Linked DNA regions of Mus musculus: all the other regions are linked to region 4. The links are chromatin contacts, called in public Hi-C and promoter capture Hi-C maps. All regions are on one chromosome and are shown on one strand. The core of a region is the stretch at or near the end of the contact, and the rest is flanking DNA. Distances in the headings are between cores, read along the strand shown. Region 1 overlaps Mycbp2 (MYC binding protein 2, E3 ubiquitin protein ligase). Region 2 overlaps Mycbp2 (MYC binding protein 2, E3 ubiquitin protein ligase). Region 3 overlaps Mycbp2 (MYC binding protein 2, E3 ubiquitin protein ligase). Region 4 holds the start of Scel (sciellin).

Region 1 (5,565 bases), core at 2,246-4,745, 360 kb before region 4:
ATTAAAATGATGGCAGAAACAGACCAGAAGAGATAAAAGTCTGATATGACTTTTTAGGTACCACAAACTGAGATCGAATGCATTTTCTTTTGTTTCAAGAATATCTCCACCTTCCAGTACTTGGTGAATGGTCCCACTGACTATCTGGGTGCTTAGGTGAGAATGACTGTGCTGGACAAGGCCTACACCTCACTCAGCACTAGTCATTCAGGTCTATGATACCAACCACACCTCCTTTTACACCGCTCTCTCTCCTCATTTTTCTACCATCACTGTCACAGTAAAGACTTGTATCATTCTTTTCTTGATGGATTGTTGAACTAGGTGTCACTTTTTTGGGTTGCATTCTATATCAGATTTGAAAAATTTGAAAAGCATAAATGTAAATCATTCCTTTGGTTAGGGTGTATCCATTCTATAGAGAGTTAAGAATTGAAGTTCCTTAATTATGTTATGCTGGCGAATTTTTCCTTCCATGTTTTATAATTTGACTCCTATTTTAATGCTACATGTCTATTTAGTGTGTGTGTGTGTGGTTACTAGTATATGCCAAGGAACATGAGGGCAGGTCAGAAGACAACTAGCGAAAGCTGCTGTACTCCTTCGACCCTGTGGACCCAGGAGATCAGACTCGGCTCCAGTTAGGTTTGGTGGTAAGCAATTTCATCCACTGAACCATCTCACCAGATTCACTCTTTTTCAAACTTGAAGACGACATTGTTAACCTAAATACACATAGTAGTCTAATTGAAACTCAAGATATTATATTTAGCATGCCTTATGCTTTCTTCCTGGTCTTGAATGTTTCACATTTTCCTTTTCTTTCCATTTTCTTATTTTAACAAGTACAAACATTATTAAAAGCCTCATAACTTTGCCATAAAAAAGGGGCAGTTTTCAGTGGAAGGACCTTCGATAATCAGGTGAGAGGCAACGGCAGACCGCTGGGAAGTGCTTCATTACTTGCCGAGGAAGACTCAAGCCCTGTCTCAGTTCTTTTAGCATCCTCTCCCACTTGCCTGTGAGTAAAGCCAGCATGGCACTGTGAAGGTGGTAATGATGCTCTCTCTTTCCACCACTGTTGAATAAACTCAGGGCTTTAATATTCCTTTCAGTGCCCTTGTTACTCAGCTGGTTTTTGTTTAAGGGTAAAAGGAACGAAAAAAGAAGACTTCTACAGGAAACATCAGTTTCTTTCCTCTTCAGCATTTTTGACTAATAGACTAAAGTCAACTAATAGAGAATAAAAAATGCAGGTCCTTCTTTTTACGATATGTTTTGTACTAATTGTATCAGGACAGACTGACAAAGTACCCACACCCAGTAGCATACAGCGTGCACCACACTCCCAGTCATGTCAGTCAGGGCAATGGACAGAGCACATTGCCAAGGTTTGCGTCCTGCTCACTATCTCTGACTAGTGTGGGTCTGAGAGCAAGGTCTGAACCACTTTATGGATGGTTCATTAATCATCAGAAGCCGTAAACCCAATGGGAATTAAAAATCAAAAACAAAGTCTTATTACCTAGCTAATGTCTGCAAGTAGAGACAAGGCATTTTTACAGGAAGGTCCTCAGAAACGCCTTCCTTCACGATGGGCAGCTGAGACTGGAATGGCTTTGCAGGGTGGTAACACAAGATGCTTGGCTCTGCAGCACTGCTCAGGGACAGCAGGAAGAGGGCGTTGGCTTTGATCACCTGGTGTGCTTCCATGGTGGGCAAGGCACGAGGCGTCTTTACTTGCATTGGCTTTCTTCTAGATTGTTTGACCTGGCCAAAAAAAAAAAAAAAAAAAAAAAAAAAAGAGAGAGACGTGACTCTTTCCTGTGTATATTTAAGAAGATCATTTTAACTTTTGTTGTTTCTACAAAAAAAAAAAAAAAAAAAAAAAAGAAGAAAAAGAAAAAATATTTTAAAACCATGATCATGATTACTAAAACAAACAACAACAAACCCATCAGTGGGGAGCTTGGGAAGAGTCATGTAGGGAAGGAAGCTTTAGCAGAGGTCTGACTTGGTGGCATTAGTGGGATGATCCTAACTTTCCATGAGTTCTATGGTAGGGTTGGGTCTTAAGGAAAACACAGGAGAGAAAGAGGAGGAAAGCGAACAGGACAGGAAGACAGTGAGCTGTTCATACATCTGTAGTGCCGGGGACAATGATAAAGACGACATCACAAACATCCGTCAACATACCATTTGTATCTATCTGTTACATTAGAAACAGGTTACTTATCTAATATTGAATTAGTATTTCATTTTCGTTATATAAGCTGAATTTTAGTATCACTTACATACAACTAATCCATATCATAAATAATATAGCCTGAATGTAGTAAAAATACCTTTTCCCTTGCAGCGGCCTGTTTTTCACGGAGGTATTTTTCTCTACAGCGATCGCATACGAGGTACCAAGTGCTTCCTCCCATTCCCCCATCACCACAGTTACCAGCCCATCCTCCACAAAAATGCCCAATGCTATTGTATCCTTGTCCACCAGCATATCGGCCACAACCTTGAAAAAAAATAAGACATACATTTAACATTTTGAATGTCTTTGATTTTTCACTAGTGATATTATATCAGCAACAGGTGCATCTTTTCAAAGTAAAATCCCGAGCAAGTACCTAACTGTTTAAAAGGTGTACATATGTGATATAGTTCAGAGGATGTAGCTTATCAGGACTAAAGCATATATATACACACACCACAAAATAGCTTACCTGGGTGAGCTTGTCTCATGTGATATGTCACTGGGTACGGATGGGATTCTCCACACAGCTCACAGATGGTATCTTTCTCTGGCCCTCCTACAGCCAGCTGGGCCATTTCACCAAACAAATTGCCCCTTGGCCGAATTTCTGTCTTTTCTTTTTTCTTTTTTTCCTTTTTTGTTTTTTTATTCTCTTTTTCACATTCTTTCTTTTTAAGGACTGCACAGGAACCAGGACTTGGAAAAATCATATTCTGGGAAGCAGCTTTGATTGTAGCCAAAGAGATATCTTCCCAGAAAGCCACTAAATGTTGTAATGTTAAAGGAAGTGGAGATTTCGACTTCATTGTGTGATGCATGGACATTTCAAAAGTGGCTTCCGATTTCCCGTCCTCACATTTTTCATGGAGAGGCGGTTCCTTAAGCATGGACAAGACCTTATTTTTGTTGATACTACCCATCTTGGATATATCTGGGCCATGAGGTGCAATGTTAAACATATTCAGAGCAGACGATATTTCCAATGAATGTCTATTTTTTAACTTGATTTCCTTTTCCTCTGTGGGTGGTTGGCTATTCAAACTACTTCTTATAGGAGCATGTTCTTTGGAAAGGTCAGGATTAAATTTCAGGAAGGAAGAACAAGCCATTGCATCATGTACTATGCCTTCATGCCACAAAAAAGAGGCAAAGACGGCTCTGGCACACTCAGCCACAGACGGGGACATGGCTTGCTTGGCTGGTTCTAAAGATTTGGTTCCATCTCCTTTGAAAAGGAAGTTAGACTTTTCTTTTTTGGGCCTGGTGTGTCTGTTAGCACACTTCCGACTTATTTTGGGTGATGCTCTCATTTCCTGTTCATCTTTCAGCGGTGCTTTGCCTATGCTGAAATGCACTTTATTTGAACCTTCATCCACACTCTTCAAGTCACCGCTGTCATCGCAGGTGCTGTCCGTGACACCATTTGTTTTTAAAGTACTTGAAGTACAGACTTCAACTACCTCACTGTGGAGGTTTTCCTGCACTACGTGGGGAGAAGGGGCTCTGTTTTCAGACCCTGGGGAGTCTTTAGGATCCTTTGGTACTGGTTTTGGTTTTGGTGATGTGGACCGCCCCCTTAATGGTTCTGTGAGGGGCATTTTCTTCTTACGGAGGGTATCTGGATCAAGTGTATATGAGTCTGACTTGGAACGTTCCCGAGGTGGGTCAAGTTTTGTCTTAGCAGGAGCTGTGCTTTTCTGAGGTAGATTTTTATCCTGTGGTGAGGAGGAGCGTGGAGAGCTTGCACCAGATGGGCTAGACCTGGGAGTCGGCAGAGGCTTGGGCTTAGGGGAGGATGACCTCGAGCCTGGTCCTGGGGATTCGGCCCTGAAGCCAGAAGACGTCCTCCCATCAGACTTCAGTGTCTGCAGAGTGTTATGGTTAGGGGACAGGGACCTACTATGGGAGTCTGACCTCAACTTTGCAGCATCAGATTTTAACATGAGGGATTCACTAGCAGATAAGCCTTCTGTCCCCCGTGGCTTCTTCTGGTCAGCAGGAGTCCGGCTCACATGCCCGTCGGGTTTAACTGACCTGCTGTGCTTAGAGGGCAGCTCTGACTTCCCTGATGTGGACACTGGTCTTGAAGATGTTGAGATAGTTCCTCTGTCACCTGCATGATCCATTTCACAGTGAACTTGTTAATAAAATGCAACATAAACACTAAAACAGAAAAGCTACAAAATTTACGCTACTTATCACATATACAAAACATGTTAAGAATAAAATGAAAATATTTTCCATAAAATTTCTACTCTATCATTACACATGCTACAACAATACATGTTTATATGAATAAACAGTATGTATTCACCCAAATGAGCTATTAGTGTTACATATATAAACCACAGCCCTTATGCAACTAATTAGAATTTAAATTCAGCAAGAGACAAGAAAGAGAATAACTACTTTAAAAATTAAATTTTGAAAAATATCCTCCATACAAAAATAATCAAGTTACGATATTCAGGAGAGTGAAACTTAGCATACTTAGGGTAACAGCATAGGTCTTGTTGAACAAAGAAACTCAATTGTATTCAATTGTAAAAAATAAATACAATTAGGTTAGTGAAGAGCTCTATACAGGAGACATCGTAGTTTAATGTCTTGATTACAATGAAATAATAAAGTATGGAAGTCCTAAAGCTGTTGTGTATTAGCATGTAAGCCAGTCACTCTCTCTGTTATATGAAAACAGTGCTCATCTTAAGATCTTAGTAGCTTAGCTGACATAAAACCATAGGATCTTCATCATGAGTACTACAAGTCTGAATTGGGCTCTTCATGCCTAGAGAATAACAGAAACAAACCACAACTACCAAAAAATCCAAAACCTCTTTCTAAGGCAAATCCCTAGATAATTCTACACAGATACCATTTGGTTTGGGTATCCCGGCCTTCCCTTAATTTCACTATTCTGCATATTATGGTTTCTTTGAAGCAATACAGTCAGGCTGTGTCCCTAGCTGGTGGTTCAGATTTACATTACTTTTCCTTCTTAAGCAAACAACCACAAAAGCACTCTTGCTTGTAGTGCAAGGACGGTTTTAGAAGAAGAGCAATCTGATGGAGCTATTCAAGTGTCATGAAAAAGCAAAGCAGCTAGCTACAAAGCTATGTGTTTAGAAAAGAGGTCCTAGGAAACAGAATTGGTTCCTGGTAATAAACACAGCCTCTTCTCTCTTTCCCCCCAAAAGGAGATGGGAGTAAGTGTAGGTGCTGCAGAGAAGTGCTCTGATTTGCCTGTGTATGAAGTCATACTGCAGTCACCTTTATGTGAGAGCAGTAAGTGTTACAGAATTTGTCATCCT
Region 2 (5,951 bases), core at 2,065-4,564, 330 kb before region 4:
CCTTGAAACACAGGTGGTAATTGGCTTTCAACTTCAACCATGTAGAAAAGCTTCTCCAGCCTCCTACCATATCTTTCTAAATGATATCTCTTTCTAATAGGTTTGTATAGATAATTATGTTTATCTAAATTTTATTATAGGCTACTGTTGTCAGAAATCATGAGTAGAATTTTAGGAAACACTATTCATAGTAATTCTATGAAACTCGAGTTAGGAGTGGGTTATTTCTTTTGGAGTTATTGACAAGTGACTTAAAGACCTCCAAACATTATTAGGCTACTGCTACTGTGACCATCCAGAAACTGACAGTAAGACCATATTGCTGAAGAGATCACACATGTGCCTCATAGAACACAGAGATATCAAAGCCCGGAAGCTTCCTCATTGGTAGCTACCTCTCATAGTGTCTGAAGGTACTATGCACACTACCAGAGGAGGAGAGGAACCACCATCTTACCCCGCTGTAGCACAACTGTCTAGACCAGGAACCTGTGACTAGATAGGTCATAGGCCCTAGGAGAGAGTGCACCACTATTACCATACTAGATGGACACAGTATTAAACTGATGCCCAATTGGCCTATAGATGCGAGCGTATCTACCCAACCTCAGCAGCTGCTTTGTCTGTTTGTGTTTTGCTTTTCTGCAGATCGTGATGATTACCCACTTCTGTTCAAGATGCAGGGAAGAGACTGCTCAGTCTGAAGTGGGCCATCTACAGCACATTCCCATTCCCTCTGCCCAAGTCTCAAAAATCATTCAGGAAGAAGATAAGGAGGGACTGTACGGGCCACGGGTGGTAGATGATGACAAGACAGTGCAGCTGACACACAAGAACTGATGGTGGTTAAGAAAGCATTAACAAGACCCTCAAGAGTTCAAGTCAGACAAAATCCTAGCATGGAGAATGGTCCCACACCCCATCTAAGAAATTATTGGCAACTGGTAGTTTCTGGAAGAGGGAGAGTCAGTTGTCCTTAAGGGTACAGCCCCTGTTAGTGGAACACTTTCTAGTGAAGACCATTAAGAGTTTAGGGCCAGCACAGTTTGGACTCAGTGGGATGAAAGAACAAAAGAAGTGCCAGAGCGATGGTTCACTGGTGAAGAGCACTGGCTGCCCTTACACAGTCCCTGAGTCTCATTTCCAGCACCTATTTGGAGACTCAGAACCATCTGCAACTACAGTCCCAGTGGATCTGAGGCTGCTCCCTGACCTCCACGGGTGCACAGACATTCATGCAGGCAAAACACCCCCCACACAAAGTGACTAAGTAATAATAAAAAGCAGAAAGAAGACACAAAGTTGGGTAGGTTGGGAAGGGGAGATGTATTTGGGAGCAGTTGCTAGAGGAAATCAATATGACTAAAATACTTTGTAAGGAAAAAACCCCAAAGGGACTGGTAATAAGTTAGATAAAGAAGTTCCAAAACTGTTTAGAACCCAATAACATTAAAACATAGTTTCCTTGTTATTATGCAAATATCAAAAAGATTTTCTGTCCAAAATAAACTACTCATACTTATTAATTACCTCATCAATAAAAGTGATAGTTCCATTGACTCTCACTATTCCAATCTGTTCACTCTGAAGGGAAGGGTGGCTCCGGATGCGGAGACCAGCACTGTCCTTGGCCACAAATTTTCGAATCTGAGAAAAGAACAGATTTGACAGTGGCAGAGAAAGCACAGACTCAATACAGTTAAAAGAAGTACAATCTCAGCATGTCCTGACAGTCCTCTGGAGCTGGTTTCCTTAAAACAGCAGTGAAGGTAGACCTCTAAGTACGTGAGAATATTTGATATCAATGATTAATATATTTATGATTACCCACTTTAAGTAATGAAGATATATAACAAAAAATAAAAGGTGATTTTTTAGAAGGTCAAAATATAAATTACATTCTCATAGTTTTTAATAGTTTATTCAAATTCCTTTAGCTAGTTTTTAGATATAAGAAAATTAATGTTTCTTTTAATGAAACAATGTTTTAACCTTGAATTCTCACATGTAATTTCAGTAGACTTTCTGTTAATAGTATACTTTTAATATAAGCATGAACAGAACACTCAAAAACAATAAAAAATATATAGAAGCCAGAAAAGCAAAATTGTACAATTTGAGAGGAATAATTCTTATGAACTGCTCTTCAGACTGATTTAGGGATACTGGAAATTAAAATACTACAATAAATCAAGTAAAATATTAGATATTTGAGAGCTACTTTGAGGCATGAAAAATTTCAGTCTCTGACCAACTCCACTTTTGCTTTGTCCTCCACTGACCTTATTTGGCTGGGGGTCTGCCTTCGGCTTGACTAGCTGAGTCCCTGGGGGGATCATCCCCTTTGGTGGATCTTTGACTTTTACTTCAAGGCCAGCATCTGTAAGAAAAGTAGTGTAATTAACATTTGACTACTCAGGTAAAAGGATGGGAAATCTAGCCCATCATAGGCTATTTTACTTTTTATTTATGTATATGGTTTTTTCCACCATGTATGTCTGGTCACCCATTCATGCCTGAGGCCTGTAGAGGACTGGATCTGCAGGTGTAGCAAGCCAGCATGTAGGTGCTCAGACAGGAGAGCAAGCGTCCTGGAAGTGCATTCGGCACTCTTAATGGCTATGCTGTCTCTCCAGCCCCACATCATAGACTGTCTTGAACAATGAAGACAAATACCTGAATTTTACATTTTTTAAAAGAGGTGATTGATACTAAGTTGGAAAAATGGAAAAAAAATTTTAAATGAGGTCTTGAGATTCCCAAAGAGCACTTTATAGCATTTCCTGAAGTGTTTAATAGGAGCACATCGAGTGATCATGAACAAACTCAAAATAATAATAATGATAATAATAATGATGATAATAATAATAATAAGGCATGGCTTTCTGACACGTGCTATGACTAGCACAGAGACAGGTGAGAACACTATTCACCTCCCACCATGGAAGCTCTGTGACTGTTGGCATGAGGCCTGGATGGCAGTGTGATAACACAGTAGGTGAGAGACACGTCCTCATGCTGGACCACTCAGTGCTCGGAGACAGGAATGACAATACTAGCTACCTCACACTATGAGAGTTAAATGACATAAAATATCTGTGCAACAATGTACATGTATTAAGTATTCAATAACATTAGCTATTATTATTATTATTATCTGCCCTTGTCTGTGGCCAAGAAAGGTCCTAGATTGAAGACAGCTTGAAAAAGAGCAGAGTTAGGACAAAAAAAAAAAAAAATAGTAGAAGTGAGTAGGAAAGTAAAAGGATGACTGCACATATATGTGTGCCCATCTCAGCTTCAATACAGAACAGTATCTGCACTCACTGCTGTATCAGATTGAAGACTCTACTGAAGCCATTCCTAACACACACTGTCACACTACTTTTCATTTTTTCAAAGCAAGGATTACAATTCATTATGGTATTTTTGTTTTTCTTTTCTTTTTTATATTGAAAATAGATTCTTCTTTCATACAATACATCCCGACCACAGTTTCCCTTCTCCAACCCTCCTAGTTTCTCTCACTTCCCCCCTCCCCCTTAGCCATTTCCCGTTTCCTCTTCAGAAAAGTGCAGACCTCCAAAAACCAAGACAACCTAACAGGACAAACAAGAGACAAAGACAAAGCCCTCATATGGGGGCTGGACAGGGCAACCCAACAGAAGGCAAAGAGTCCCAAGAGCAGGCAACAGAATCAGAGACACAGCCAACCCACCGTTAGAGTCCCACTAACCCCAAGCTAACAGCCCTAACAAACTGCTTTGCTGCTTCCCTCCCCACTCCCCATTTTGCTCTCACTTTTGAAAATAAAGGAGCCAAAGATGGCAAACAAAGGCTATGACCTCAAGTCTCTCTGCCTTTCCAGTTTGTGTGCCAGATTCCACACGCCATCTACCTAAGGAGAAGAACTCTCTCTGAGTACCTCCTCTACACTGCCTATCAGGGCTCCTCTTGTTTCCCTTGCCTTTCTCGGCCACGTGCTGCCTTCATGGTCTCCTATCTAGGTCACAGCCTACTCTTCCTCATCCTAACATTAACGCTTGTAATCTCTGTATGAGGAAAAACGGGCAATTGCTTTTTCTTCTAGAATCTGGATGACCTCAATTAGTGTAATACTTTCCAGACCCATCATTTTTCCTGCTAAATTATTAATTTCATTCTTTACAACTGAGAAAAACCCTACTGTAGAACACACATTTTCATTGCCTATCAGTGGACATCCAGACTGCTCTGTCCCCTTGCTATCTGAATGATGCTGAAAGAAACGTGAAAGGACAAGCATCTGGGTGGCAGCAGTGCTTGGAAATTCCTGCTCAAGTCTGTATTTATATCTACTTAAAATCACTTATAAGTTATTATAAGGTTGCCTATTTAATCTCAGCAACACATAAGTCTTTAATGCTTGATAAAATTATCTTTTCTACAACCAAGTTTTGCTAAGCACTAAGTAAATGTGTGCTGACCTAAAGGTTTTAGCAATGTGGTAAAATGAAAGGCATTATAATTTATATATCTGATTGAATACTTATAACTTCTAAATATCAAAATGCAAATAACCTTTTTATTTCCAATGATAACATAAGTGGTTTACAGCACAACTTCCTAAAGGGTATTCTGATGTTATGTTACTATTATAGTCACCCTTTCACAACATCCATACATGACACTTTTCATTCTACTGTTATTCTTTTACATGGAAATTATACAATGAAGCATTAACACATTATAGAAAAATCAGTATTTTTTCCAAAACTAGTGAGAAATAAAATCTTTTAGTTAGCAATGTGTGCTAAGTAGCCACTCTCTGCCAGACCCCTATCTAAACCAGATCACCTGTCAAATAGATGGCGTCTGCTCCTACCAGGTGAGGATGGTAGGTACAGGTTGCTGTGGCAGGGTGGGTGGGGGTGGGGGCGTGGCATACACAGGATAACACAGAGATAAGGAGGGAATCATACCTCACTGACACACTAGGAAAGTGGGGGAGCTCATGACAGCCCCAATGAGTGATCACATAAATCATACTCAAATAATATCTATGCAATGTCCTAATGAATTGCTCACTATGAAGGAGAAAATGAAGCCACAAAGATGTTATGAAACCTATTTATATGTATGTCACAAGGGTAAACAATACAAGGATGATTTTAATTCTAGTTCTTTGCAGCAACTTCTTACTTAACACTCTATTTACCTATTTCAATGCCATCAATGGTCACATGAACAGTGTAGAGCCCGATAGCCCCTGGAGTCCAGTTTGCACAGTAGGTCCCATCGTTATTGACACGAATAAGCATATTTTCACTGGGCCTGAATTAAAAAGTGGATAGCAAAAAGTTTACTTTTGATTATGCAGTTACCGTCATTTACCACTTCAGTGACTGTGTCTGCATCAGCACACTGCCTGCAACCTTGTAGCTGTCACGGCATGTTCCTCAGCTCACACACACCTGAGTTTCACTCTTTCCCTATAGCCCCGTTACGTCTCCTTCACACTCTAAGCTCATCATGATTTCCCTTTTCCCTTCTGTGGAAATAGAAACAACTGGTTATAATCTCCATTAATAATCAGACTGGAAAACCAATTTTCTTTCCTTCATTCTCTCTCAGGTTACAGTGGAAGGAGCAATGCGGTTCTTATCTAAAGACAGGTTTTTCCCATGGGCATGTGGTCTCCTCAGCAGCATCACTTTCTCTCACACATCACTTATTTCTTTTACTCTACCAGGCTCTTTTATCACTATAAAGCACGTTACAATTTTAAACCTGAATTCTTCCTCCTTGGCAGTCTCTTAGCAGCGTCTCAGAGCTGATAGTGCTCCTTGCTGAAACACTGTCTACTTGGTTTCTGACCTTCTCTTGGCCTTCCTCTTCCTCACTACTCATCTTTCTCTAGTGCTGCTGGCTTCTCTTCTGATTCTCGTTCATTCATGGAATGACCAGGCTTT
Region 3 (6,480 bases), core at 1,263-3,762, 400 kb before region 4:
TGTTCTCATTTGTCTGCAGGTATGTGTAGGCTCAGGTGAACCTTTGTGCTCGTGGGGAGCTGAGACAACAAGGCAGAACTACCACACAGAGCTGCCTTTTCAAAGTGTGTTCTGGGGAACCAGACCTCTATCCTAAAGTGCACGGCAAGCACCTTACTGACTGAGCTGCTCCTGGCTCCCAATGCTGGTTTAAACTCCTCACAATTGATTAACAGAGATGAAGGCCATTAAATTTGTTAATAATTTATATGCTGGCAAACTGATTTCTGTATTTCCAACAATGAAAATATTTTAAAAAGTGGGTCAAATCTTTCCTCAGTATCATGAAATACACAAATCTAAAATTTATTAGTTTCACAAATGGAAAAAAAAATCTAACCATATGTCAGCAAAATAAAAAGGTAACAAATAAATGGAAAGCTGTGCCTACATATGTTGGGAGTCTGATGAAGTTAAAAACTAGTGCACTTATGTTGATAAATTATGCAAAAGGCAGAATTCTGGCCAAGACAGATGCACACTCATTTCCTAAGTGCCTACCTCTGCCTTTGGCATATGTGTCTCTGAGAAGACACAGCTTTGGATATTTATTTTCATGACTTTCTACCCAGTTAAGTTTAAGATCCCATCAGTGTGCTTTACTGATATTTTATTTTCCAAACCAGGAGAGCTATGAGCGTGTTATAAGTGGGTTTTAGGCTTCATAAGTTGTTTAAATTGTTTTTCAAAAAATACTTTACACAAATATTAGACTTTATCACTGTATAAAAATGTACAGTGGCTTTATTGACATGTACATTCCAATATGTTTACAGCTGCAAGATAATGAGGCACACTCAGTATTGCACTTCATTAAAATTTCAGGCTCAAACTTAACCTAGAAGTTTAAATGAAACTGCTTTTGTAATTTAGTAATTCTTATACAGGACAAACATTGATAGCTTTATATACAGTCTGATACTTATTACATTTATAGGCCTTACTAACACAATTTTTTTTTAAATAACAGTCTAGGAAAGAAACCAGAATCTTCCTTTTTTTATACCCACCCGTGATGCAATTGTACAGGATTACAAAAAGGCAGTATACAATAAACAGTGATTCTTTTTCTTCTTTTGCTTGAAAGCCAGCATCCTTCTCAGTCCATGAGCATGGAGATCCTTCTATATCAGTTATCTATAAATGTCCAGTGCGTCACAGGCCAGTGACGGGAATGGCCACATGCAAACACCTCACAAGTTTGATGTCTTGGTTCAAAGAAGATAAACCAAAATAAAGGGGAAACGTTCGTAGCAAGAATTATGTACACGGTATTTGGCATCATTCCTGCACTGTAAATGGTTCATTTTCGATGTAAAATGGTCCCGTTCTTATCCTGAGCAGAGCTTAAAGTTCACTGCATCCTCCCGGTGGATGAAGGTAACTATCCTCTCCATAGACAAAGGATCTGAAAGTTCTAAAACGTGTGAGCATTTCTGCACACGCCGCACCCGAGAGCAAACTCTTCCCCCGTGGGCGGATGAACAACGTGGAGTGGACACTCAGTTCCTTCTAGCTGCTTGCCTTTGGGACCTGTATACATTTTGAAGGAGGTTAAAAAAATGTAATTTTAAAATATGCACATAAATTTCATGTGAATAAAAATCAAGTTATTCAAAGAAATAACATGTCTATGAATTAACAAGCTAAAAACAATTTTCTTCTTAGTACAGATATGTTCCCCATGCAAGCTTCAGCATTATACACACATGTATGCATGTAACAGGAAGTAAAATGGCCCCCGACCATAACATCCTACCCAGGGGATCACTGAGCTAGAAAGTTTTAAGGAGCAATGATCAAAATCAGTCACAAAAATCTCTAACCTTAGTCTAGCAGAAAACTATTCTACATCAACAAATAGACAAACAAACCCAAACCAGATTTTTGTGGGGGATTTTTTTTAAAAGATTTATTTCAGGTATGTGGGTACCCTGTCTCTGTCTTCAGAAACACCGAAGAGGGCATCAGATCTCACTACAGATGGGTGTGAGCCACCATGTGGTTGCTGGGAATTGAACTCAGGACCTCTGGAAGAGCAGTCAGTGCTGACACTGAGCCATCTCTCCAGCCCATGGGGGGCGGTGTGTGTATTTTTTTTTACAAGTAAAATCAAACTTACTATAAATAAACCATGTTCACCTTTATCTACCTTCACTGAAGAGAAACTAATTGCACACTACCAAAATGGTAAGACTGACAATGCCATTTGTTAAGTATCTGAAGCAAAGTCCAGATGAGTTTAAAACATGAACATTACAATAACGTAACGGACTGTAGTCATCTGGAAACACTGTGGGAAAGACACAGGTTTGAAATCAAGAAGGCTTATACAAATGTCAAAGCAAAACCTGACCTTTTCTATCTAAATATCTAAATGATATGCTAGTAACGGCACAGTGTAGCTGTGTGATGCTCTTAACCAGCATTACCACAGACCCACCCTAACTTACTCTTGGGAGTGAAGTTGAGTAAGGACAAAGTCCTCCATGTAGCCCGACTCAGTCCCTCGCAGTGGAAGCCTTGGCCTGAGCTCTCATCTCAGCTTATGCCCCACAACTGTGTCCTTTAGCTCACTTACTTCTTTGCAAACTTCATCATTTTTAGAATTTTTATTTTAAGAAAATACAATTTCAATAACCAGTAAAAGTTGGGTTTTCCCTGATGACACTGCCTTTAAATTTTCTACTGCAAGTGGCTGTCCCCCAGGCTCCTCCCATGTCACAAGGCCTGACCCCAGGCTCCTCCCATGTCACAAGGCCTGTCCTGGCTCCTCCCATGTCATAAGGCCTGTCCCCCAGGCTCCTCCCATGTCATAAGGCCTGTCCTCCAGGCTCCTCCCATGTCATAAGGCCTGTCCTCTGGGCTCCTCCCATGTCATAAGGCCTGGAAGCATGATGGACTTTCTTTTGGTTCCTGTTTCTTTCCAGACTTTGATCTACAGCTTCTGCTGAGTGCTCTCCTTTCTCTCTGAGAAAGATCATCTCTGATTGTCTGTGGTCCTCACTGCATTCGCTGTTTTACGCCACTTCACTGCCATGGCTCTCATCTTTCTTGACAGTCAGCCTAACACCCTGCCTTTCCTCACTCCTCATCCTCACTGTCATGGCTCTCATCTTTCCTGACTCCCTAACACTCTGCCCTCTCAGAACAGTCTCCATTTGCTTCTTTCACAGTCTGCTACAAATTAATAAAGATCACAAACAAATGACAACATATTGCACATAAGTCAGAGTGTTGCAGGGTTATTTACCAGTCACCTGTTCATTCTCCTGGCTCTAAAATTTTGGCCCAATTCTCAACAGTGAATAGAAACTTGCCTTTTTTTTTTTTGCCTTTTTAAAAAAATCTATTTTTTGTCTATTTTATCTATATATTTTGTCTATTTAATCTATTTTTAGCCTTTTGCCCTTTTGTAGTCTCTTTGTTAGTGGGTATATAGCATGGTTAGGACTGCGGGTTGTGACTGAGGGTGAAGTTACTGCCCTGCTTGAGGGGACCTACCATCTGTATCCTAAGAAGCCATAGTGGGAGGGTGTGCTTCAGAGCTTCAGCAAAGCTACCATCACCATATGTGTGCGTGTATTTACAGTAACCACACTCAGCTCACATACAATTCTTCCTCCAATCTCATTTCTCTCTCCCAACCCATCACTTTTCCCCCCTATGATGCTAAGGTTCCTGACATCTGACATTCTTTTTTCAGACTCCTGGGTTTTGTGTTCATTTGTTTTCTTTGCCTGATCTCCAAGGACAGTGGTTTCCTCTGTATTTTTCGTGGATATTTTAGTTTTTTTAGCTTTCTGGTTCTAACTCTGCTGCCACTTCCTAGGTATTCTACCTCAAATCTTCTTCCTATTTTATGGAAATCTTCCTAAAGAGGAAAAAAAAAGACCCCAATAGCCCAAAACATCACAAGCTGGGCCTGATGGAGAGGCCTGTAATCCCATCCAGTCATACTCTGGGCAGAAGGACTGCAGGTTTGGGGCCTCTGCCTGGGCTACAGAGTGACTTTAGGCTAGCCTGGGCAATTTCCTGAGACCTTGTCATCAAGTAAAAACTACAAAGACTCTGTTCAGGGCTTGGTATTTGCTACTATATGCAAGGCACCACAGTTAAGTCATCTCCCTTCCCTGCCCCAAGAATTAAAACATAATCCTTTCCCATGATTCTGCCAAGAATTTAAGGATTTAAGACATTAAACATCACATGGCTTGCTTTTATTTGCTTCCTCTAATTTTTCTTGCTCTTGGATGTCCCAGTAGAGCTCCTAACACATGACCTCAACTTCTTACCTTATTCAGGAACCATAAACTGACCCTAGAAACAGAGCTCTCAGACTTAAACCCTACCTGCAGGACAGTGTGGGAGTTCTTCCTTAGGAATGCTGGTCATTCTCTGAAAGTCATCATGACAAGCATTACAGAAATGTGTTGTTCCGAAACAGAAGAAGACAGCCACCGAACAGCAGTAGCGACACTTGTATTCTAGAAAGTCTGTTCCATGTTTGGGACACATCTATATCAAAAGACGTGGGAAACACAAGGTTATAGTGAGCTATTTCAACAACACTTATGATAGCTGAAGACATGTATAGTAAATTTAAGAAGTGGATAGCTTGTTAATCAATACTATGAGAGCACATGTAGCTTTAAAAGCTGACTGAAAATGCAATGGCATAGGTTCAAAGATCAGTGAGTAAATGTGTGTTCCAAAAGATCTAACCAAAGCCTCAAGTTTAAGTTCGGTCTCCCACACAGTTTATCTGATTAATAAGAAACTACATTTCTTCATCAATGCTTTATTGGGCTAGAAAGCTGCCCAATAATATTTTACTCTCCACCAAGTCCATAGGTCCTGTGAACACTTCATTAAAGATGGGAAAGCCTAAAAGCTTGAGCACAGGGTTATAAATAAGTAAATGTTCCCATTGCTTAAATATAGTGCTCACTTCATGAAATGACAACTACACAATGAGAATATTAACAAGAAATAACATCATGAACACACTTGGAAACCCATGCCCAACCCTGAAGTGTGTCAGAAGAGACTACATGGGTGTCAGGGCAGGGATCGTGGAGATCAATCTTATTTTAAAGACAGAATTTTGACTAAAAAAGGTTTAATTTTACTATTTTAAACTGTGTGTAAGTGCTTGTATGTTAGTTCGGAGGCTGCCCAGCCCCCAGAGTTGGAGTTATGAAGGCTATGAGTTGCCTGCTGAGGGGCTGTGAACCCAACTCGGGTTCCCTGGAGGATAGTCAGTGGTGTCTCTCAGGCCCAGTGGCGGCTTCCTGGCGTGTCTAGCGTCTGGTGTGTCTGTCTAGCGTCTGCCTACCTGGGCCCTGGACACATCGGAACAGGCGCCGCAGATGAGCTCTCTGGGGTCGTAATCATCTCCTTGTCCAGCCTCAGCATCACAGCGAGCCTCACCACCAAAGTATGCCTGTGGAGAAACCATGTGCTCATGAAGCAACAGCATGGGGGAGACTGTGTGGCCATAGTGACTATGCAACACTCCCTCACAATGCCAAGCAAGCCGTGTCTACACTGCTGACTGCAGGGAGAATCAGGGGTACACATGAAGCTAGTCATTCATTATCTATTTATTTTGTTTTTGAGACAAGGTTTCTTTGTGTAGCTCTCTGTCTCCTGAGTGCTAGGATTAAAGGTGTGTACCACCACGTCTGGCTTAAAAATAATTTCAATTCTGGAATGTGAACATTCTTCTTTCAGAAGGAGAACATCTAAAAATCATGCTATTAAAGGAACATGATGAGAAGATATACAATATTCAAACAAGTATGAGGAATAAGGTATCAAGTAGTAAATACAAATGATGCTTTTTCTGGGAAAAGTTGTGAGTTTTTTCATTTTAAAATCTTACACAACATATTCCCTTCTATTGCTTAAAACACGCACATCAAGTCCTAAGTCACAATTATATACAATTAAGTGTGCCTGGCATAAATTAGAACAGAATTAAAATTCTTAGTTCAATAAGAAAGCAACAAAAAAGTCAGTTTAAACATCTTCGGATCACACAATTTTTGAAATGAACAAAAAATTAAGAAATTGTATTCAGAATACTGTTCATACTTGTAAGTCTACTCTATATTCAAAAACTAAATATCTAATATAAGCACCAGAATGAATGCAACTATGTTGATGGCCAATTTATTTTTACTTGTTTGGATACAAAGTAAAGGAGGCCAAGAAATTGGGACAATTTGCATGGTCTGTATGTCTACAGTCAAAACGCTAGGTCCAAACTGAGAGTAAACAAGGTGAGTCAATATCAATCTATTATCTGTACTAGAAAAACAGGACAGAAGGCAGGCTCCATCGGACACAGAGTCTATAAATGCTCATCTGCTAGCTAAATGTGGCTTTCCAGTGTGCCAGATATGCCAGGTCACCCTGCAGATTCTAGCTTGCTTC
Region 4 (5,904 bases), core at 2,358-4,857:
CACCCACACACTTTGTGTTTGGCCTCTGTACACTCCTTGGAATTCTAGTCTGTAGACAGTCATGCTGAAGTATACCTGTTGGGTGTGAAGAAGTCTGGGTTTTGCTTACGTGTTTAGAATGAGTCCTCTTTTGAATCAGAATTGAAAAGGTACTGGTTTTGCTTAGTAAACTGGGTGTCCTGATGCACAGGGGAGGAGAAATGCTAACTACACAAAGAAATAGTTATTTGTGAACTCAAATACCTCAACTGTACCTTGGACAGTTTTCTTTATGAGGCAAAACCCTATTTTTCTGGTACTGTATTTTATGAGGGACAAAGCCATATGTTTAAACATTCTGGAAGTTAGTTAGTTCTTGTCCATACAAGATAGTTTGTAACTGTTTATCCTCACAATTTTAACCAAGTTCTAACACTGACTATAACTTTATTTACTTTTTATTTTAAAAGCTTTTCTTTGTTTCTGAGTACCTCAACCTTGTACACAATGAAATATGATCATATCTACCCCCATTGTCCCTTTCAACCCTACTGCCATGTCCCCTTCCAATTTTTTCTATTTTCTCTTTCATTTTTTTGATAATATATTAAGTCCAGTTAGTGTTGCTCATAAGTGCATGGGTGTGAAACCATCTGTTGGAGCATGGAAAACCTATCAGCTTCCCCATTATTAATAAACAATGATTCTCCCTCCCCAGGAACTCTGTGGTGCCAATAACTCCTCAGTATCGAGTGAGGCCTGGACACCATCTACCCAATCTCTGCATGGATTTTTATTGGCTTGATCTTGTATAAGATGGGTCACATCCTGGAAATCAGTCTGGCAGTTCCTCAGAAAATTGGGCATAGTACTACCTGAGGACCCAGCTATACCACTCCTGGGCGTATACCCAGAAGATGCTCCAACATGTAATAAGGGCACATGCTCCACTATGTTCATAGCAGCCATATTTATAATAGCCAGAAGCTGGAAGCAACCCAGATGTTCCTCAACAGAGGAATGGATATAGAAAATGTGGTACATTTACATAATGGAGTACTATTCAGATATTAAAAACAATGACTTCATGAAATTCTTAGGCAAATGGATGGAATTTGAGAATATCATCCTGAGTGAGGTGACTCAGTCACAAAGGAACAAACATGGTATGTACTCACTGATAAGAGGATTTTAGTCCAAAAGTTCGGAATACTCAAGATTCAATTCACAGACGATATGAAGCCTAAGAAGAAGGAAGACCAAAGTGTGGATGCTTCAGTGCTTACTAGAAGGGTGAACAAAATACTCACAGGAGGAAATATGGAGACAAAGTGTGGAGTAGAGACTGAAAGAAAGGCCATCCAGTGACTGCCCCACCTGGGGATCCATCCCATATACAGCCACCAAACCTAGACATTAGGGTGTATGCCAAGAAGTGCTTGCTGACAGGAGCCTGATATAGCTGTCTCCCAAGAGGTTCTGCCAGAGCCTGACAAATAGAGAGAAGGAAGCTTGCAGCCAACCATTGTACTGAGCTCAGGGTTCCCCGATGGAGGAGTTGGAGAAGGGTCTGAAGGAGCTGAGGGGGTTTGCAGCCCCATGGAGGGAGCAACAGTGTCAACAGGTCAGACCCCCCAGCTCCCAGGGACTGGACCACCAACCAAACAATACACATGGATTGACCCATGGCACTGGCCACATATGTGGCAGAAGATGGCCTTGTTGGTCAGTGAGGGGAGAGGCCCTCGGGCCTGAGGGTATTTGATGCCCCAGTGTAGGGGAAATGCCAGGAGGAGAGAATGGGAGTGGGTAGGTGGGGGAGCACCCTCATAGAGGCTAGAGGAGGGGGCATAGCATAGGGAGATTCTAAAGGGGAGACCTGGAAAGGGAAAAAGATTTAAAAATGTAAATAAGGAAAATATCCACAAAAAAAATGGGTCACATCTTCTTTTCAAACTTTCACATGGATATTAATAATATCTAACCTTACTATAACACCCTGACAAAGATTTAAATTTTATTTTAAAGATATTTTAGGGACTAAGGAGATGAGTAAATAGATCACTTGCAGTACCAGTATGAAGACCTGAGTTCAGGTCCACAGAACCCACATAAAGGTGAGTACAGTGGGGGTGTACCTTGTGCCTCAGCCCTGTGGTAGTGGAGGCAATGACACATGGGTCCTTGGGGGCTCTTGGTTGCCCAGAATGAGATCTGATGCAAGAAACCCATCTCACAAAATAAGGTAGAGAACAACTGAGAAAGACACCTGAGGTTAACTTCTAGCATATGAGATGTGTACACAGATGCATGTGCACCTATGTGCATGTGTGCAAACAGACACACACACAAGCAAAATCATGTATACATATATTCTGTACATCATGAGTCAGGACTATATGTTTCACTGTGAAAACAGTCTTTGCTTTAGAATTTCCAACCCCTCAGCCTAGAACTGAGAAATGAACATCCAGGAGATCTCCAGCTTCAATCCATCCTGCAGTTGCCTGGCCCCCTCCCGTGGATGTTTCTCCTTCTTGTTATTCTTGTCATACACACAGCCAAGCCTGACACAGTTTTTAGGAGCCATCTTAAGGAGGTTAATTATTGGTGTGCTGATGAATTGAGATGACCCAGGAAACAGATGATCCAGTCCCCTTGAGCAAAGCTCCCGAAAGCTAAGCTCCCTTAAATCCTTCTTGCTGTTGTGAAAGGTTCACTTCAGAGCCTGTTAGAGAGGAGCCCCCACAGACACCCCCACTGTACTCACCAGGATGTCCTTCTGTGTTCTTTCTTCACAGCAGCAGAAGGAGCTTCGATGCAGGAATCTATGCCACCATCAGCTGGAAAAGAAGCTTCAACTATTCTTACCACATTAAACGTTAATTAAAATTCTATTGAATCATTGGTGCGCGTGTGTTTGGATATGCATGTTGGGGTCTGCGCGTGGTCAGAGACAACCTGCAGGAATCAGTTTGCTCTCTCTACCATGTGGGTCTCAAAGATTAAAGTCAGATCAACAAGCTTGGCCACAAGAGCCTTTACCACGGAGCGGTTCTGCTGACCATCTTTAAAATGTTTTTTTAAATATTGTGAAATAATTTAAGGGTTAAGATTCTTACATTTGGGGTGTGCTATTCCTTTGATGTCTGTATAAAAATGTTCGGAATGTGGACTTTCTATAATGGATTCTGCCTACATCTTCTGGTCCCAGAGTTCATGTAAATGTTCCTTTCCCAACTGGGCAGTCTGCTCCTGGTACACATGTCTGTGACTTCACACCCCAAGTAGTAGATGGAGGGAGAGAGAGAAGGAGGGGGGTGGGTGGGAGGGAAGAGAGATTCCCAGTTCTGCTTCTCCAGCTCTGCTTTGCTTTTTAAAAGGCTCATTTACAAGTGGTTGACTGGGCTGCCTGCTTGCCAGTATTGTGCGTTGATCAGTTGAAAGAGCGATAAGGAACATTTCAAATAACCACGAGTTATTTGAAGAACTTCCCCACAGAGACAGCCGTCCTGTGAATGAGACTGTTTTTGTTGAGCTGGTATTTGTACAGGGTGACACCCTCTTTCACACGGCCTGCCTCCTCCCTGCGTGACTCAGTGTTGAGAGAGAAGCCTCTAAGCTGTTCATTAACAGGCGAGCGGAGGTGGGAAGTGCACCCAGGAAGCGCCAGGTGCACATTTGTTTCAGCCGGATCCACTTGGGGAATCACTGCGGGCCAGTTAGCCAAGAGTCCCGGGTTCCTGCGCAAGAAAGGTGAGTTGAATTCTGCTTGCAGAGACGAATACAGCTGCTTTGTGGTTTGTGCAAACTTTTCTGTTGCCCCTCCAAATGATTCAGATCAGGGCTGTCTGTGTCTTCTTTGACTTGTTTCTAAATTGACAGCCTATGATGAGTAGCCTGTGTGCCAATAGCTCTACACTTCTAGTTTCCACGGTCTTTAACTTGGCCATTGTACACATCACGGCATTACAGATACGAAGAGCTCTTTGCGTTTCCCACTGGAGCTGGTGTCCTGGAATCCTACTTCTCATAGAAATAATAAAGCTTTTAAATCAAGGACTCGGCACTCACGGGTTTGTTTTCTCCAGTGACTATAAAACTGTTTCATAAAAAGAGAGCTTTCTGTTTTTCATAAGTGATGCTTCTAGTGAAATATTAAACTTTATTGGTTTTACAAATAGCGTAATATCTTTTTTCTCAAGTGTGACAAAAACTGCAAACCCATTCAACCTTAATATCTCCAAATAAGAAAATCCCCCTTGCTTACATAAGAGATTCATGGGATGGAGTAAGGAGGGGGCGACGTGGAGATGTGTGATTCTTCATGGGGGTTGTGGGCACATGACCAATTTTGCTATATTATGTTTTGAATTAGCTGGAGACTGGCTTAAGGTAGACAGAAGTAATTTCAACTTCTCTGCCCTTCTTACTCCTGAAAAGTCAGCTGGCTTGTCTGACTTTTTTTTTTAGATCATTTATGTTTATGATATACAGCAGAAATCAGACATAGCTTGTTAGCAACTCTTTCCTCCTGAAGACCTGGCTCTATTGAAGAACTGGGTGTTTCGTTGCTTCCTATGACTGACCAAGTTACCCAAAATCTTAGAATAGCTGAGATGTGTCAGTGCTCAAGTCCCAAAGATTTACAGAAGAGCTTGATTCCTTTGTTTTCCAACAAGAATAGTCAACAGAATGCCCAAGGACAGCATGAGTGGGCTACAGTTTTATTTTCATGAAATTGAAAACTGGCTTTCACTTCTGTAGCTGATGAGACAGATATGGCTTTTCTGATAAAGGCTACGCTCTAGTATTTAAAGTGTTGGGGGAAAAAAAAACTAAGCAGTTAAGAGTTTACAAAGACCGTTGGATGATTTTAAATGTCAAGATATACAGAGACTACATGGAAACAATTCAGAATTGTATAGAAATTTAGGTGCATGTAAGTCTTAGCAACCTACTGGTATAATTTTTCAACTGAAAGGGGTGTGAGTATGTGTATGTGTGTTTTGTGTGTGTGTGTGTGGGGGGGGGTGAACGAGTATGGGTGTGTGTATTCCATAGCATGCATGTGGCGATCAGAGGACAATTTTCAGGAACCTGCCACCATATTGAGGTAGCATCTCTCTTTTGTTTCTGGTGTGTGGTGTTTTCCAGTCTGGCCCCTGAGCTTGTAGCTGATTGTCCAGTCTCTTCCTCCCATCTTACTGCAGGGATGCCGAGATTACAAATATACGCTACCGCATTTGGCTTTTTTACTTGGTTTTCAAAGCAGGTCTCTTGGCTCTACCCTTTGAATATTCTAGATGAGGAAGACAAGGAATAAGAATTAGGCAACCTTCCAGGCCCAGAGTGGCAGAACCAGAACATGAAGTAAGATCTCCACCATTTGTCTTATTAGATTTTCTCAATGAGTTTCCAGAGTTCTTTCATGTAACAAGCAGCAGCAGAATGAACTAAATTGTATCTTTATATAAGGACTCTATGTAGTGACACAGAAGCAAGAGTGTCCTTGCCAGCAGTAAAGGACAGAATAGAATGTATGTGGTGTGCATTTGGCATAGAAAGGCATTTTTGATTAGTGGCTTTTGGACTTGGTCTTTCTATTTCCTATATTTGTAGGGTTAATTAGTAAGAGCCACCGGCCCCTTGGTGTGAACTTGTGTGGTACACATGTAAAGGCTGTGGTCGGGTCCCTGCAATCAGCATCGTCTTCTCTTCAGCTGCCATTCCCTAGGTTCTGTTTACTGGGCTGCCTTCCCTGACTTGAGTCAGAATGCTGATGGCTGTTCTGGAGGGTTCCATTCCTGGGAACTTTGTAAGCCAAACAGAAGTGTGCTTTAAATGATTGAGTTCACACTGTGGAATTAACTGCGTATGGTCCGCCAGACGGTCACCGCAAGGGAACGTGATTTCACATACTGT

The links. Promoter capture Hi-C pulls out the DNA fragments that hold promoters and counts their contacts. A called contact is a pair of places that touch in the nucleus more often than the background predicts.
Region 1: a contact with region 4 is called in a promoter capture Hi-C map of pre-B cells. The contact joins the enhancer-like site here to the promoter of Scel in region 4. A contact is called at or near these places in 9 of 39 promoter capture datasets (the C10 cell line, embryonic stem cells, hematopoietic stem and progenitor cells and 5 more), 2 of 484 Hi-C or Micro-C datasets (bone marrow-derived macrophages and embryonic stem cells), 1 of 115 datasets of contacts at active chromatin or transcription factors (embryonic basal ganglia) and 3 of 9 other capture datasets (adipose tissue, liver and macrophages).
Region 2: a Hi-C map of bone marrow-derived macrophages shows a contact between it and region 4, with 16 read pairs. The contact joins the enhancer-like site here to the promoter of Scel in region 4. A contact is called at or near these places in 8 of 39 promoter capture datasets (3T3-L1-derived adipocytes, the C10 cell line, embryonic stem cells and 4 more), 1 of 484 Hi-C or Micro-C datasets (bone marrow-derived macrophages), 1 of 115 datasets of contacts at active chromatin or transcription factors (embryonic basal ganglia) and 3 of 9 other capture datasets (adipose tissue, liver and macrophages).
Region 3: a Hi-C map of bone marrow-derived macrophages shows a contact between it and region 4, with 18 read pairs. The contact joins the enhancer-like site here to the promoter of Scel in region 4. A contact is called at or near these places in 12 of 39 promoter capture datasets (the 3T3-L1 cell line, 3T3-L1-derived adipocytes, the C10 cell line and 9 more), 1 of 484 Hi-C or Micro-C datasets (bone marrow-derived macrophages), 3 of 115 datasets of contacts at active chromatin or transcription factors (bone marrow-derived macrophages, effector CD8 T cells and embryonic forebrain) and 3 of 9 other capture datasets (adipose tissue, liver and macrophages).

What each region holds. Positions count from the first base shown.
Region 1 is chr14:103,152,401-103,157,965 of GRCm38.p6, forward strand. Mycbp2 (MYC binding protein 2, E3 ubiquitin protein ligase) reads right to left here. Exons shown (of 85, transcript NM_207215.2): 58 at 2,724-4,367; 59 at 2,346-2,515; 60 at 1,526-1,770. Among named protein-coding and RNA genes, the nearest start is that of Fbxl3, 56 kb to the left of the region's middle. Within about 2 kb of position 3,496, at least 25 of the 459 cell types and tissues checked have an H3K27ac peak or open chromatin away from gene starts, as enhancers often do. A contact at or near this core is called in bone marrow-derived macrophages and pre-B cells, where this site is marked.
Region 2 is chr14:103,183,302-103,189,252 of GRCm38.p6, forward strand. Mycbp2 (MYC binding protein 2, E3 ubiquitin protein ligase) reads right to left here. Exons shown (of 85, transcript NM_207215.2): 49 at 5,198-5,313; 50 at 2,283-2,380; 51 at 1,531-1,647. Among named protein-coding and RNA genes, the nearest start is that of Fbxl3, 87 kb to the left of the region's middle. Within about 2 kb of position 3,315, at least 14 of the 459 cell types and tissues checked have an H3K27ac peak or open chromatin away from gene starts, as enhancers often do. A contact at or near this core is called in bone marrow-derived macrophages, where this site is marked.
Region 3 is chr14:103,112,664-103,119,143 of GRCm38.p6, forward strand. It overlaps Mycbp2 (MYC binding protein 2, E3 ubiquitin protein ligase), which reads right to left. Exons shown (of 85, transcript NM_207215.2): 83 at 5,378-5,485; 84 at 4,392-4,557; 85 at 748-1,572. The coding sequence ends at 1,457. Among named protein-coding and RNA genes, the nearest start is that of Fbxl3, 16 kb to the left of the region's middle. Within about 2 kb of position 2,513, at least 45 of the 459 cell types and tissues checked have an H3K27ac peak or open chromatin away from gene starts, as enhancers often do. A contact at or near this core is called in bone marrow-derived macrophages, where this site is marked.
Region 4 is chr14:103,509,734-103,515,637 of GRCm38.p6, forward strand. Scel (sciellin) reads left to right here and starts at 3,608. Exons shown (of 31, transcript NM_022886.2): 1 at 3,608-3,735. Gm34907 (a long non-coding RNA gene) reads left to right here. Exons shown (of 7, transcript XR_003951026.1): 7 at 2,008-2,886.